3 separate regions of the Mus musculus genome follow, and regions 2 and 3 are each linked to region 1. A link is a contact called in public Hi-C and promoter capture Hi-C data. All regions are on one chromosome and are shown on one strand. Each heading gives the region's core, a stretch centred on a gene start, on an enhancer-like site or on the middle of the called end of the contact. The rest is flanking DNA. Distances are from core to core; before and after follow the strand shown. Region 1 holds the start of Ppat (phosphoribosyl pyrophosphate amidotransferase). Region 2 holds the start of Fastk (Fas-activated serine/threonine kinase). Region 3 holds the start of Rbpj (recombination signal binding protein for immunoglobulin kappa J region).

Region 1 (4,440 bases), core at 1,370-3,869:
TCTAAGCAAATCTTAATGGCATTCTTATGTTGCTAGGTAGCATGTTTGTTCCCAAGAAACTAGCTTATCACTGCTATTCAAAAGAAAAATACAATCCCAGCAGGGGTGGCACACGGCTTTAATCCTAGAGTTTGGGAGGCAGAGGCGGGTGGATTTCTGAGCACAAGGCCAGCCTGGTCTACAGAGTGAGTTCCAGGAAAGCTAGGGCTACACAGAGAAACCCTGTCTCAATAAACAAAAACAACAACAACAAAAAAAGAAACAAACAAACAAAAAGAGAAAAAGAAAAAAACAAAACAACCCACAGTCATATTTTCAACACTAGTCTCCTACCAAAGGCTTGCTTGGTTTAGTTAAGTTATCCTAATAAAGTCAATCTCTTTTGGTAGACTAGTCTTGCTATGTTTGCCAGGGCTGATATTATGAACTCTACTATAAAATACAATCCATTCACTAACACATCTTATCTTTATTGTCCTTACCTTATCTAATCTTATAGCTTTCTCATATAAAAGCAAGTATAGGGTTGGTCAGTGGTGGCGCACGCCTTTAATCCCAGCACTGGGGAGGCAGAGGCAGGCGGATTTCTGAGTTCAAGGCCAACTCAGTTCCAGGACAGCCAGTCACAGAGAAACTGTCTCAAAAAAACAAACAAAACAAAAAAAGTAAGTATAGGAAACATAATAACATAGTGACAAGTCACTAAGAATAAGTTGTAGTTTGTTTGTTTATCGAGACAGGGCCTCATTGTAGCTATGGCAGGCCTAGGATTTGCTATGTAGCCTCAAAAGCTCCAGATCAGTTTGCCTCTGCAGACCTCTCCAGTGCTTTGAGCTAGTCACTGCACCCAGCAAGTTGTAACTAATTTAAAAAACAAAACAAAACAACAAAAAACATAGTCCCCTACACCATATACATACACACATTCTCAAAACAATTTTTTTGGGGGGAGGGGGGTTCAAGACAGGGTTTCTCTGTATATATAGCCCGGGCTGTCCTGTAACTCACTCTTTAGACCTGGTTGGCCTCAGAACTCAGAAATCCACCTGCCCCTGCCTTCCAGTTGCTGGGATTAAAGGCATGCGCCACCACAGGGTGGCCCCAGATGCTTTTTTTTAAATAAATGTATGCGGAGTATGTAGAATGTCAAATAAGACTCTGCAAAAGGACAACTTCTAGGCTAAGTCTGGTAAGAATAATCATTAGTGATGCATGTAGCACCCACATTGATAAAAAGGGTTACTGCCCAGCTCTGGTCTAGACATTGTTGCTACTGTATTGTAAAACTCCGTGATAGAATAGTTTTTGAAGAGAGACAAAACCCTAGTTTGTATTATTTCCATAATACTGTCAGTGAAGTCAAGAAACAAATTATGGAGGCAAAGGTCTTTTTTTCTTTGTTTGCCCCAAAGGCATCTCCCAATTTCTCATAGCTATAACTACTTTTAAACTCACGATCTCCAAACCTCTAACTGCTTTCAGGCTGACAAATCTGCTCAGTAGCTCTGCCCTTGCAAACAAAGCTCTTGCAAGCAGGAGGCCCCGTGCAAAACAACAACAAATAGAAAAACCTTCAAGTGTTGCAGGACCTTCAGCACCACCACCCTACAGAAGCTTATCTCTAGAACAGTTCTAGTTTCAAGGAGATCTGAACGGTCCCTTCCCAACCTGGCTAGTGAAAGCAAACTCCAGAGTAACTAACCCGCGACGAGAGATGCACATTCTTGGGAGCTAACCTGTAAAGAGCACTCGGGAGCAACGCGACAGCCTAAGTTAAAGTCTATGCAGGCAAAGTGTACCCCACCCCCACTTGGTCAATATCCTGAGTAGGTACTTGACTTGATTCTCGAGATTCACCCTCCTAGCCCTGATCCCCCCTTCCCAGTCATGATCCACCCTCATTGTCTTGCGTTCCCCGTAGCACAGAGCTGGGAAGCGGCTCGTGGAACTGTGCAAATACTTGCCATTCCACCCCCACCCCTCCATCCTGTTGCTCACCGGTGCTGTAGCCCCACGAGTCCCAGAGTGATCACATGCGGCACATCTAGCTGCGTGGGCCAGTCTCCAGAAGCGATGCACCCAAACACACCACATTCCTCGCGGATCCCCAACTCCTCCAGCTCCATGGCGCCTCGGAAAGCACGTGGAGGGACCTGCTGCCGCGGCGTGGTCCAAGCACCAACCAGCTGTCCGCTCCGCTATCGAACGCCTCAAGAGGCTCGCGCTACTGACTGCCTCCTTCCCGGGCGGGCTAGGTTCTCGCTACTGCGGCGGCGCGCTTCATAGAAGGGGCGTGACCAGTTCTGCCTCCCGCTCTCCGCCAATCAGCTAGGGCAAAGAGAGGGGCGGGGCTACGGAGTCAAAGAGGTGGGGAGGAGGCCGAGGTCAGGATCGCTACTTTCTCTGCACGTGGGAGGCTCCGTTATTTTCCCGCGCCCAAGGAGTAGGTGATGAGAGTGGCGCAGCTGATCGCGTGGGTCCCTCAGAAAACCTGAGCCGTTCGTGCCCCCTGGTCTCACGCCGTCCCCCGGCCGTCAGGACTTGGTCCGCTCCAACCCAGAAACCTCTCCGGCCAGCGGGGGCCTTGCAGCATGCGCGCCACTTTTTGGCTGCCTGCGGGGAGGGGCCGCCCGGAAGCGGGGTCGCGTCAGCGCGCCTGCGCGGCGGGAAGCCTGGGGACACGACTCCAGCCCCAAGCACAGCCAGCCCGGTACTTCGGGTTCGCCGGTGGGCTGTGGGGCTAGGGCGTGTCCTTGATATTGCACCTCCCTTTCCCGCCCTCTGATCCTGTGGTCGCCCTTGTTTTCCAGAACACTGCCCTTTTTTCCCGCGCGGTCTGCTCCTCTAGTTCACCTCGGATAATGGCGACAGCCGTAGGTGAGTAACTTGCTTTCGGACCCTAGGGTCCCCCAGCCCTCCGTCAGAGAGCTAGCAGGCTTGACGCATACACGTGCGGCCCCGAGGTCGGATGCAGGCCTTCCGACAAAGTGCCTGATCGGGTTCCCCAAGACGGCGCCTGGGGCCCGGAGCCTGCACACATGGTCCAGGCGCTGGAAGACGTGCGTTAAACTCTTAAGCACCCAGAGCCTATTTAAATAGCCAAAAGAAGGCCCCGGGACGGGAAGGAAAGTAGCAGAGTGGGAAAGTACTCTGAAGGTGAAATGGCCAGAAACTAACCAAGTGCCTAGAAACCTTGTAATAAGCAGATAAACAACCAAGAAAATCTATCAGGGTTTTTGTTTATTCTGGTAAAGTTAATATGCCAATAATCTCCTTTACTGCAAGTTTCGTAGTTTAAAGTGTTTGAAAACAGGTCCAAAATTTTTTGATCAGATGCTTCTTTGCAATCCCTGGAATTTGGGATTGTGGGCGTGGGCTAGTAACACCCTTAGGATATGGGTGTGGAGAGTGCAAAGTTACTTTATCCACTAACAAAACACTGTCTTGGAACAACACAAGTTTCTAGATTAATAAGGAAGCAGATCCTGTGGGCACTCCAACATTCTTTCCCACCTATGAAAACCACCCTGAAGTTTATAGGTAGTACAGCTCCATAAAATTGGGAATTAGGGCCAGACTTTTTCTGAGACAATCCACAGCGCCAGTACTTCTAAACTAGTAAAAATCTTAGAATCTAACCTCTTCCCCACATCTGATGTGGCCCTGTGCTGACAAGGGTCCGAAGAAGGTGTTCATATCTATAGTTTAATTTTGAATGGCTGTAAACTACCCTATAGATTCTGGGAACTGGACCTGGGTGCACTGTAAAACATCGGAGTGTTCTTAATTGCTGAGCAATCTCTCTGGCTTCTATTTTACTTTGTTGGTTTTGTATCCGTGGTTGTGTGCACTTGAGTACAGATGCACAGAAGCCAGGGCCTGTCTTGAAGCAGGAGTACACATGAGCCACCCAGTGTAACTGCTGTGAACTGAATTTGGATCAAGTATTGACTAAAACTCGTGTCTCCCATATTAAATCAGTATCTTGTGTCTGTTGCTCTTTAGTATTTAGCAGCCCAATGGTTCTTGGGTTAAATCTACATAGCTAATGAGTTAGTAATGAACTAGATAGAAGGCAACAGTGGGTCAGGCTGAGTATAGAGATTTTCAAGAGGACACAAACATTAAGGAAGTTAGAGTTCCAGAAAGGAAATTTACAGCTCAAAACTGGAGTTAGACCATGAGGGGCTTTTTAAACTTTGTTAATTCTTCTAAACATTAAGTTAGGAAGATGGCTATATTCATCTTTTACCTCACTGAACTATAGTGGAAATATTAGACAAGTTATTTATCACCAATGTCAACCAGAATCAAATTTAGCGTAGTTGAGGGAAAAAAATTACATTTATTTAGTGCTAATTAGAATTGTAATCTTAGATACCCAAAGGCAAGTAGGTTGGAATAGTGTATTTAGGGTTTTTTGTTGTTGTTGTTGTTTGT
Region 2 (4,440 bases), core at 1,320-3,819, about 53 Mb before region 1:
CTCCGTATCAGCACATGCCCCAAGTTCTGCAGCTTAAGCAGTGTCTTGAGCTACATATCATAGTAGGAACATAACTGTGGGGTATGGCTCACAGGACTAGAGCAGAACTAAGCAGCTATGCAGGAGCGTTGGAAAGTTTCAAGGCCTTAGACATACTACTCTACTGATTATGGGAGTTGGAAAACCAGTGAGCAAGAGACAGATGTCCTGGGGTAAGGAACACAGCCTAGCTGGAATGCTTGCTCCAGGAGAAGCCAAACAAGCTGGATAGGGGCTGGGCCTGACCAAGTTGCTAAGGACAACTCAGAGAAACGTGGAAGGGTGGGGGGCCAGCCCACCTTGCTGTTGAGCTGGGCTTCCTGAACCACCAGGAAATGAGCAATGGCTTCCAGAAGTTGGGGTTCCCGCAAGCGGTGCCGGGCCAGGTGTTGGGCCAGAAGCACCATTACGTGAGGAGTCAGTTCTTCTGGCCTTGCCTCTGTGAAGAACAGCCTGTCATACAGTGTCTTCAAGGAAGACTCCTGTGGGCTAGATTGCACTCTAGCCCAGGTGGTTCATCCCAGTGGCTTCATCTCATCCCTTGCCTCCCTTCTGCCTTTAACCCTTGGCACCTGCCAGGCTTCTGATCAGATGCTGACGAGGGTACTGCAGGAAACGGGGGCAGCTCAGGGCCACTTCCAACCTTTGACCACCATAGATGGCAGGCCGATGTGGGGAGGGTGGCTTTGGAGGGAGACGGGACCTGCGCTCCTGCTCGAGGGCACACAGGAGTGGTCCATCTGATGGAAAGCCTGAGAGAGGGATGAAGACCATCCTGGTAAGAGAGCTGGGGTGTGCCATCTTGCCAAGTGGAGTGAATGAGTCCCCAAATTCCTTGTCATCGTTTCTTGAATGGGAAAATACTTGTTTCAGTGGAGTGATTTGGTATCATGTGAGCATGATGTATCAACAGTGTGTGGGGAAAGCCTTATACAAAAGTCACCTTGTGCCGAGTATAACAGACTATACGTCTGTGGCTCCCTAGAGCACTGTATTAGGAAGAACCTAGTACCCGGCAGTTAGAAAGATGCTGCTTGACTTGGACATCCACCATGGATACAGAGAGCAATCAGCAAATGTGCTTGGGGAGGTGAATGGGAACATGAGTTTTATCAATGGCTTGGGTCCTCTACTGCTCTCTCTTCCTCTATTCTTCCCGAAACACCCACACCTTCCAATACCCTCCTCACCAAGTAACACTGCAAGGTGGAGACACACATGGATGGTGTGAACGTCAAAGGAGGGGCAGTTTCGGATGATGAGCTGACTCAAGTCCTGCAGTGTGGCCTGCTCCACAGGAGAGGGCCTAGGCTGAGACACCAAGAGCTGGCCCAGACGCCGGAGTGCCACAGGGTAGTGATGAGCTCGCACCTTGGTGGGGTTCTGGCTCAGCCATCGCAGTAGCTCCCCAGGGCTCCGTGCCTGTTCCAGAAGCCGTTGAAGGCCTTGCACAGGGCCTCCTCCAAAAGGCCGGTCCCCGGACTTGCTGGGTCCCAAACAACAGGGCTGTACTGGTGGGATGAGCAGCAAACCAGACAGCCGAGCAGGGGAAGTCTGGGCAGAGAGCAGGATTCGAAGCATGGAGCTGGGTGGTGGAGACCCTGAGGGGGTGGCCCAGAAAACCAGGTGAGGTTTCCTCCAAGGGGAAAAATATGCTATCTAGTCCTTACCTGACTCCCCATCCAAAGGGCCTGAAGTTTAAAAAAAAAAAAAATCCCGTGTGATTGCCCTGGTATTCTTACCCAGTCTGCCCCTCTTCTCCCATTCCTTGACACAGAAACCCTAATTCTTTAAGTGTGCTCAGTGCAATTCTATTCACATTTCACATGCATATCGCCTTCGATGCTCCGTGCAAGCTGATGAGGAGTCTCAGGGCTGTTACCTCATTTCTCAGGCGGAGAAACAGGCCCAGAGCGGCGGAGAGGTTAAGCCTGAGGTCATTCACAGGGCTAGTGGTCGCACCCAGCCTGGGAGCCCCGGTGGTCCGGGCGATGAGCCCTGAAGACCACCTCCCCGTCCCGCAGGAGGCGGCGGCGGCGGGGTGGGTGGAACGCAGGCTCAGTAGCGGGCCGGTGCTGGGTCCCATGCTGGGCGCTCCCACTTACCAGCTGCGTGACCTTGAACTAATGTCTTCGCCTCTCTGCCTAAGCCTCCTCACTAGTGAAATGAGAACACAGCGCAAGCTCGCGGGGCGCGCGCCGAGCCCGAGTGAGCTATCTGCCAAGGCGCGGAGCTGATGCTGTCCGCGGGAGGGGCCCCCACACCCTGTCCCGGCCCCAAGAGGCGAGCAGCCCGTGGTCACCACCACTAACACCAGCTCCCGCCGCCCTCCCGAGGTCCGCCCCTCAGGCGCCACCCTACATGACTCCCCGGGCCCCGCGTAGGTCACTCTCTCAGCTGGTCTTGGGGCCCGGGAGCCGGGCTCCCCCCGCGGCCTCCTCATCAGCGGGCCACCGAGTCCGCCATCTTCCCAGCAGCCCCCGGATCGCCCCCAGACGCCAATCGCAGTCCAGCGCCAGGGCGGCGGAGACGTGGCTCCCAGCAGGCGCTGCGAGCAGAGGAGCCGCGAGCCCCGCCCTCCGCTTCCGGGAAATGCGCACGTCGCGGGGGCGGGGCCACAGAGCTTGCGCTGAAAGGTGCCGGGAGTGGCGGTCCTCTGTCCAGCCCTGGGGTAGCTTGAGCACTCAGGACCTAGGGCAGGTTCCATTCTCGTAGAACAAGGGCTCCCCACCCTCAAGCAACACACAGACACACTGGGTAGGAAAACGTCACAGTTTCTTTAATCTGCACAAATTCCAGAAAACAACTCTGCCCCTCTCGATTCCCCTTCACCAGTCTCCCAGTCCACCAGTTTCCAATTCAGCCTAGGCAGCTCTTTGAAACTAGAAGTATCTAGATCCTCTGTCAGCACACTAAGATGGGCCCATTGGGGTGCCCTGGCGGCCAAGGCAGCGACAGCAAGTGCCTGATCCAGAAGAGCCCACTGCCAGCGAAGGCTGAGGTCCAGCAGCCCCAGGAGATGGCCTAGAGCTATGAAGATCACACGGAGCGGCCTCCGCTAACACCCGAAGTCCTCTGCGGCGCAAAGCTGGGCTCCAGGGTAGTGGGAAAAGACAGGCAGCGGGTGAAGTGGGCCTGGGCAGACAGCAGCTCCCTTTGCGCCTTGGGGAATGAGGTCCAGAGGGGCTGGCTACACTGCCAAAAGCCCGTGGAGGCACTACGGCCGATACATGGCAAAGGCCAGGAGACTGAGGAGCAGGGTGAAGCCGGCCAGACCCAGGGTAGCGGTCAGGGGAAAGAAGGGCCGGTACTGGATCTGGCAGTACCAGAGCAGGAGCAGCAGCAGAAGCAGCAGGGGCAACAGAAGGCTGCCGATTTCCAGCCCGGAGGGGCCGGGCTCTGACCCCGGTGGGCAGGGAGGATGTGGGGGACCGACTCTCGTGGACACGTGGCAGTGGAGAACGCAGTTGGGGGGCAGGTGGAGACTGCCTAGTGTCTGAGTGTCGTCTCCTAGCAGTTGACCTTGGTAGATGAGCCGAACCTGCTGTTCCTGGCCTGGAAACTGGGTCCTGAGGAGAGAGGGACCTGGGTAAGAGAGCAGGCCTCAGGCAGTCCTGGCCCATTGTTCAGAGGACCAATCCCAATTTTCACCACCCCTACACCTGACCACCCAGATCCTGGCCTCTGGGGGACAGATTAACAGGAATGGTGTATAATGTGAGGAGACAGATTTTTCAAACAGAAAATAAGGGAGAGCTTCATAGGGTGACCCTTCTATAGACACCCACCCCATTTTTAGCATTTTGTTCTTACCCTCTTCCCAGCTTACCTTTTTAAGGAGCCAATGGTGTCCTGAGGCCAGGCCCTGGCTACCTGCTCAGAGTCATTGAGAAATTTCAACCGTAGAAGTAGGGGTTCCTGCGGAGAGTCTGGAGGTGTTGATGCTGTGACCCCTGTGTCAGGCTCTGGCTGTGCAGATGGACCTCTGTGTCTCAGGCTGGGACTCTCAGCCCCTGGGGCCTCCTCTCTGATGCTGTCAGAGGCTGACATGGCTTCACTGGGCTGTGCTGGTGTTGTGGTCCCCGGCGGCTGTGGTTGGGGGTCTGTACTCTCAGTGGTATGTGTTGAGACCCAGGCGAGGGCCAGCACCAGAAGGCAAGCAAGCACCGCAAAAAGGACAGTCACCTCATCGCCTACGCCTTCAATCAAGGCCATGGCACCCGTGCTGCTGCCAGAGGTGCTAAGGAGCTAGAGAGGTGCAAAGAACTGGTGAGGGGCTACTTCCTGGTCAGAAGTCATTCCAACTTCAACTGTCCTAGTTATTGTGTGTGCTTGCGCACCCAGGATGCAGCATCCTGTAGTCCCAAACTTGGCTTTTGGGTAACGTCCCTTCCCATCACC
Region 3 (4,440 bases), core at 1,283-3,782, about 23 Mb before region 1:
ATATATATATATATATATATATATATATATATATATATATAAAAGCAAAAGTAATTCCAAGGTCCTCTTAAGTGAGGGCAAAGGAATTGGCATTACTGAGAAAGGAAAACACCTTAGGTGGAGCGTTTGAGTTGAGATTAGTTTTATGACTATCAAGGCTTTCCAAGGTCTCATGGCCTTCCGTCCAACATTAGTGTCACAAACCGTCACACTAGGCCTAAAAATCCTTGAGGAAACGTTTAAAGGCATTTTACCTCCGCAACACTCTCTTGTTCTGGATGAGACATGTTTTGACATAGCGTATTAAATGGGCATACGTCCTTTTAAAAATGGGAAGTAAATAAATAAAGCGATAGGCAAACACATATCGCATACCCTTAACAAACCTTCAGTAAGCAAAGCTTTATTTCAACCAGGAGACATTAGCTATTAGAGGGTTCACTGTCCTTTAAATGTCAAAACCCAGTCTTCATTTGTGGGTGCATGATGCTAGCAAGACACTAGTCCTACACAGCACCACGCCAATCTGAAAAGTGGCAGAGTGAAGAAGGGTTCTGACAGCTCTTGGGCAAGTAAATGAATTCAAAAAGGGTGCGTGGAGAACAGCAGCCACTAACGTATCTGATGAAACAGTACCTAGAACGGGATGCTTGCTACAAAAGAATAGAAAGAGGAAGGAAACAAAACTGGCGTTTTAAGTCATCTGGGGGGGAGGGGAGACAGAAACTGGTATGTATGTAGGATTCCTTTAAAGGCTAGGAACAGACTAAGGGGAAGCTATTTAAATCGTGTTCTCGTACCACAATGCAAACGTTTGAGATCGCTAAGCTCAGCTTTCCCGGAGCCTTGCCGGCTCACAAAGCCATCGAAGACACTATAAAGGAAAACAAAACAAAACAAAAAACAAAACAAAAACAAAACAAACAAACAAACAAAAAAACCCCAAACCAACCATTGCTAGAATAGTTAAGGGAATCCAAACTTGTTGTAGAGCAAGTGAAGTGGAGGCCAGACTAGGTGACTCAGATGCATGACTCAAAGCCGACACGGGGCTGGCTGACAGCTCCCGGAGGCGGGGGGCACCACGTCTGTCACATTTCAGGAAAGTACCAGGCTCGGGAGGGCGACAGGAAGCCTCCCCGGCGCGTGCGTGAGTGTGCCGGGGCGGCCTCAGCCCGCCGCTCCCCGCCACGCGCCCACCGCCCCGCCCCGCCCCGCCTCGCGGGCGCCTGTCGGACCCTGCCTTCCGCGTCCCGGGAGCCGCACGGGACGAACACCTGTCGGGGCCCCGGCTCTGCGCGATGTAGGGCGCACGCCCAGCCGCCCGCGGGGTGGGTAGGAGAGCGCGTTCTCGCGAGGCTTAGGAAATTTCCCACGGCCCGTGTTGTGTCTGAGCCGAGCGGTGGAAGGCGCTCGGGAGGAGGTGTAGCGTGAGACTCCGGCTGCCCGCATTGCGCACATGCGCAGTGGCGCGAGCGCGCCGCGCCAATCCTGCGGCGCTCCGGAGCGGGTCTCGGGCGGGCTGATCCAGTTCTCCGGGTTTTTTGTGGCTCCCTGCGGGAGGCAGGCAATGCAGGAGCTGGGAAATCTCTTGGAAAGCAAAGGGCCGGGAAGGGGGGGGGGGGGGAGCAGGGAGGATCAGCAGGTAGGGGACCGGAGGGACAGGTCTCGGGCCACCACCTGCCGAGAGGTGTCCCAGGCAAGACAAGCATCGGGCGACAGCATCGGGCCACCGCCGGAGGAGCTGTTTCTAGGCAGTTACCTACACGTCTGCACCCACACCTACATCCTGCAAGCTGGCTGCTGCCATGAGTTCCCCAGGCAGTCGGAGCTGGGCGGGTAGCTCGCTCCCAAGTGCCCGGGCTTGTAGTGGTGGCTCTGGGGACAACCATTCGGGGCTCTGACGTGTGGGTGCAAAGTGAACATCGGGGGGTTAGGGGGGACACCTTTGCGCGAGGCTGACCTCGGGATGACCCCAGCTCGCATCGGGGAGAAGCGGCGAAAGGCACAGAGCTTATCCCCTAATGCTTTTCCCCTGCAGAGCTCTTGGGAAGGGTCAGCTCACGCGGCGATCACGCCTGTCTCGCCGCGTGTGCGGGTCGTGCGGGAGCAAATGAATGGAGACAGTCGCTGGCAGGTCACCGGGGACCGGGGCTCTGTCCCGATCTCCGCCGCTCCGGCACCTGATACTGAGATTAGCATAAGGGAGGTGTCCAGTGAACGTCGGAATGAATGAAAAAGGCTGGGAACCCGCGGCGAGCGGGAAGCCACTTGGAAAACACCCACTCGAGGAGGCGTCTCCTCTAGGCCTGTGAGACGCTCGCATTTTCCCAGGACCCCTCCTCCCGGCCCCGGGGCCCCGCCTCCTGACCCCTCCAGTCCCGGTCCCCGTAGTAATGCCCTCCGGTTTTCCTCAGTCTCCACGTACGTCCCCGAGGGCGCGTCCCAAAACCCGGATAACCGGAGCGCTCCCCATGGACTACTCGGAGGGCTTGTCCGCGGAGGAGCGGCCTGCGCATGCTCCATCGGCGGGGTAGGTTTCTAGGGAAAGGCAGTGAGCAGATCCCTTAGTCCGCGGGCGGCGCGAGGCGGCTGGCTCCCGGCGGCGGCGGCGGCGAAGCGGGGAAAGACGGCGCGGGGGCCGGGTGGCAGCGATCGGCGAGGCCGAGGGAAGGGGCGGGGGAGAGGAGCAGGGAAAGGCGGCGGGGGGAATCTCGCGAGGGTTGGAGTTTTGGCGAGAGTTTGTGGAAGATGGCGCCTGTTGTGACAGGGTAAGTCTGAGGGGGCAGCGAGTGCTGGGAACCGGGAAAGTTGCGGGCGTCTGACCGCCGGCGGCAGGCGGCGGGCCGGGGCCGCGCGGCGCGCCGGGGCCTCGGGAGGCGGCGCGGGGCGGCGACGCGATGGCGCGGGCCGGTGCGGGGCTCGCCCGTGCGCCGCGGTGGAGCGGGCTCCGGGCGCGTGAGGGCGGGCGGTGGCGAGGCCGGCGGCTGCGGGCGGAGTGCGGCCGGCGCGCGGGGCCGTAGGCACCGTGCCCGGCGCGCGCCCCCCTCGGCGGGCCTGGCGGGGATCCCGGCGCAGCTTTGTTCCCCGTGCGTGGCCCGCGTCGCCTGTCCTCCCAGCCGCTGCCCTGGGCGCCGGAGCGCTTTGTCTGTGTGCGCTGCCCCCCGCGATTCTGCCCCCAGCCCTTTGTTTCGCCGCCTTAGGCTCTCTGTGGGAGCCGCTGCGCGCCCCGCATCCCGTCTGCACCTCCACTCCGCCCGCTGTCCCTCCTCCCGTGCCCCTTTGTTGTATCCCTCTCTTCAGTAGCTGGGTGACCTGCCATAGCCCTGGCACCAGATTACTGCCGTTCTCTTTCTTCCATTGTCTTTCTCGTGTGTATCCCCTCTCACCTTTTTCTCTTTGGTCCTCACCCCCCCCCCCCAAGGCTTTGTCTCCCCTATGTAGTGTCTCATTCTCTTAGCATCCCCTTCCCCTCGCGTCACTGCCTGATTTATCCGCTGCCCACTGTGTCTGTCTGTTGAACTGTCTCAACCCCGGGGACTCCATCTGGTGCTTCTAAGTGCGCACAGACTCTAGGGTTTGCTTTTGTTGTTTGAGTCTGGGAGATGCTTGAGATACTTAAGTTTGCTCCTTCCGCGCCCCTCCTTTCTTCCTTCGCACCCATTTCTCTCGGGATCACACCCCTACCCACCCCTATGCGCCCCTCTCTTGGGATTAAAACGACCCCACTTTTCTTTGCCATCTTTCTGGGCCCGTGATTGTTTTGCTTGGTAAGAGTAGCGCTGGAAAAGGATCTCGATTTCTTGATGGTTATTGCCGTCCCCATCATTGGCTTCTGACGGCCCCAGGCCAAGGGCATCCGCAGTAGCCTTGCACCTGGGTTACCTGAGGGCTAATGGAAGGGTATATTTTAAGACTGTTAGAAGTAGGCTCAAAGGTACTTCCCACCCCCCCACCCCACCCCCTGTTGGTGATGGAGAATAGTTTCAGATATTCGCAGTGGATGTGCGTTTGATGTGAATAGGAGGTGAGTGAATTTTGATGTTGTAAACTTGTGAATGTTGGGCTGATGAAGTTTATCTTTTTTTTTTTCCCCTGGAATTTGTATCTACAGTTTTAATGACTTTTCGGAGACATCTGGCTTGGGAATTTGATCAATGGCTTGCTTCTTCATAATTTAAATGAGTTTACCATTTATGGTTGTTTGAATTTGCAGTTTGAGTGTGTAGTTTGTGATTTTTACTTCTGTGGATGTGTGGCAACTCCTATTCCGACGTTGGGAATCAGGTGCCAAAGAGCAGAGTGTAGTTTTGGTTTGATGAATACTGCTTTGAGGATCTTTGTGGGATACATTAATTACGGGCAGTCTAAAGACTGGTAGCTTTCAGTTTGGTTATCTTAAAAGGTACTTCCTTATGTTACTTGAGCATTAAGTTGTTT

What was found. Promoter capture Hi-C pulls out the DNA fragments that hold promoters and counts their contacts. Hi-C and Micro-C count contacts between places; a contact is called where the count stands out from the background.
Region 2: a promoter capture Hi-C map of pre-B cells shows a contact between it and region 1. The contact joins the promoter of Fastk here to the promoter of Ppat in region 1. A contact is called at or near these places in 3 of 39 promoter capture datasets (cranial neural crest, maxillary cranial neural crest and pre-B cells).
Region 3: a Hi-C map of CD4 T cells shows a contact between it and region 1, with 10 times the contacts expected there. The contact joins the promoter of Rbpj here to the promoter of Ppat in region 1. A contact is called at or near these places in 1 of 39 promoter capture datasets (cranial neural crest) and 1 of 484 Hi-C or Micro-C datasets (CD4 T cells).

Annotation. Positions count from the first base shown.
Region 1 is chr5:76,948,959-76,953,398 of GRCm38.p6, forward strand. It overlaps Ppat (phosphoribosyl pyrophosphate amidotransferase), which reads right to left and starts at 2,620. Exons shown (of 11, transcript NM_172146.2): 1 at 1,999-2,620. The coding sequence starts at 2,126. It overlaps Paics (phosphoribosylaminoimidazole carboxylase, phosphoribosylaminoribosylaminoimidazole, succinocarboxamide synthetase), which reads left to right and starts at 2,344. Exons shown (of 9, transcript NM_025939.3): 1 at 2,344-2,877. The coding sequence starts at 2,862. It overlaps LOC115486295 (a long non-coding RNA gene), which reads right to left and starts at 1,992. Exons shown (of 2, transcript XR_003955939.1): 1 at 1-1,992.
Region 2 is chr5:24,442,666-24,447,105 of GRCm38.p6, forward strand. Fastk (Fas-activated serine/threonine kinase) reads right to left here and starts at 2,570. Exons shown (of 10, transcript NM_023229.2): 1 at 2,401-2,570; 2 at 1,230-1,640; 3 at 612-791; 4 at 339-478. The coding sequence starts at 2,482. Tmub1 (transmembrane and ubiquitin-like domain containing 1) reads right to left here. Exons shown (of 3, transcript NM_022418.3): 2 at 3,869-4,287; 3 at 2,798-3,608. The coding sequence starts at 4,254. The coding sequence ends at 3,257.
Region 3 is chr5:53,587,954-53,592,393 of GRCm38.p6, forward strand. It overlaps Rbpj (recombination signal binding protein for immunoglobulin kappa J region), which reads left to right and starts at 2,533. Exons shown (of 11, transcript NM_001080927.2): 1 at 2,533-2,771. The coding sequence starts at 2,752.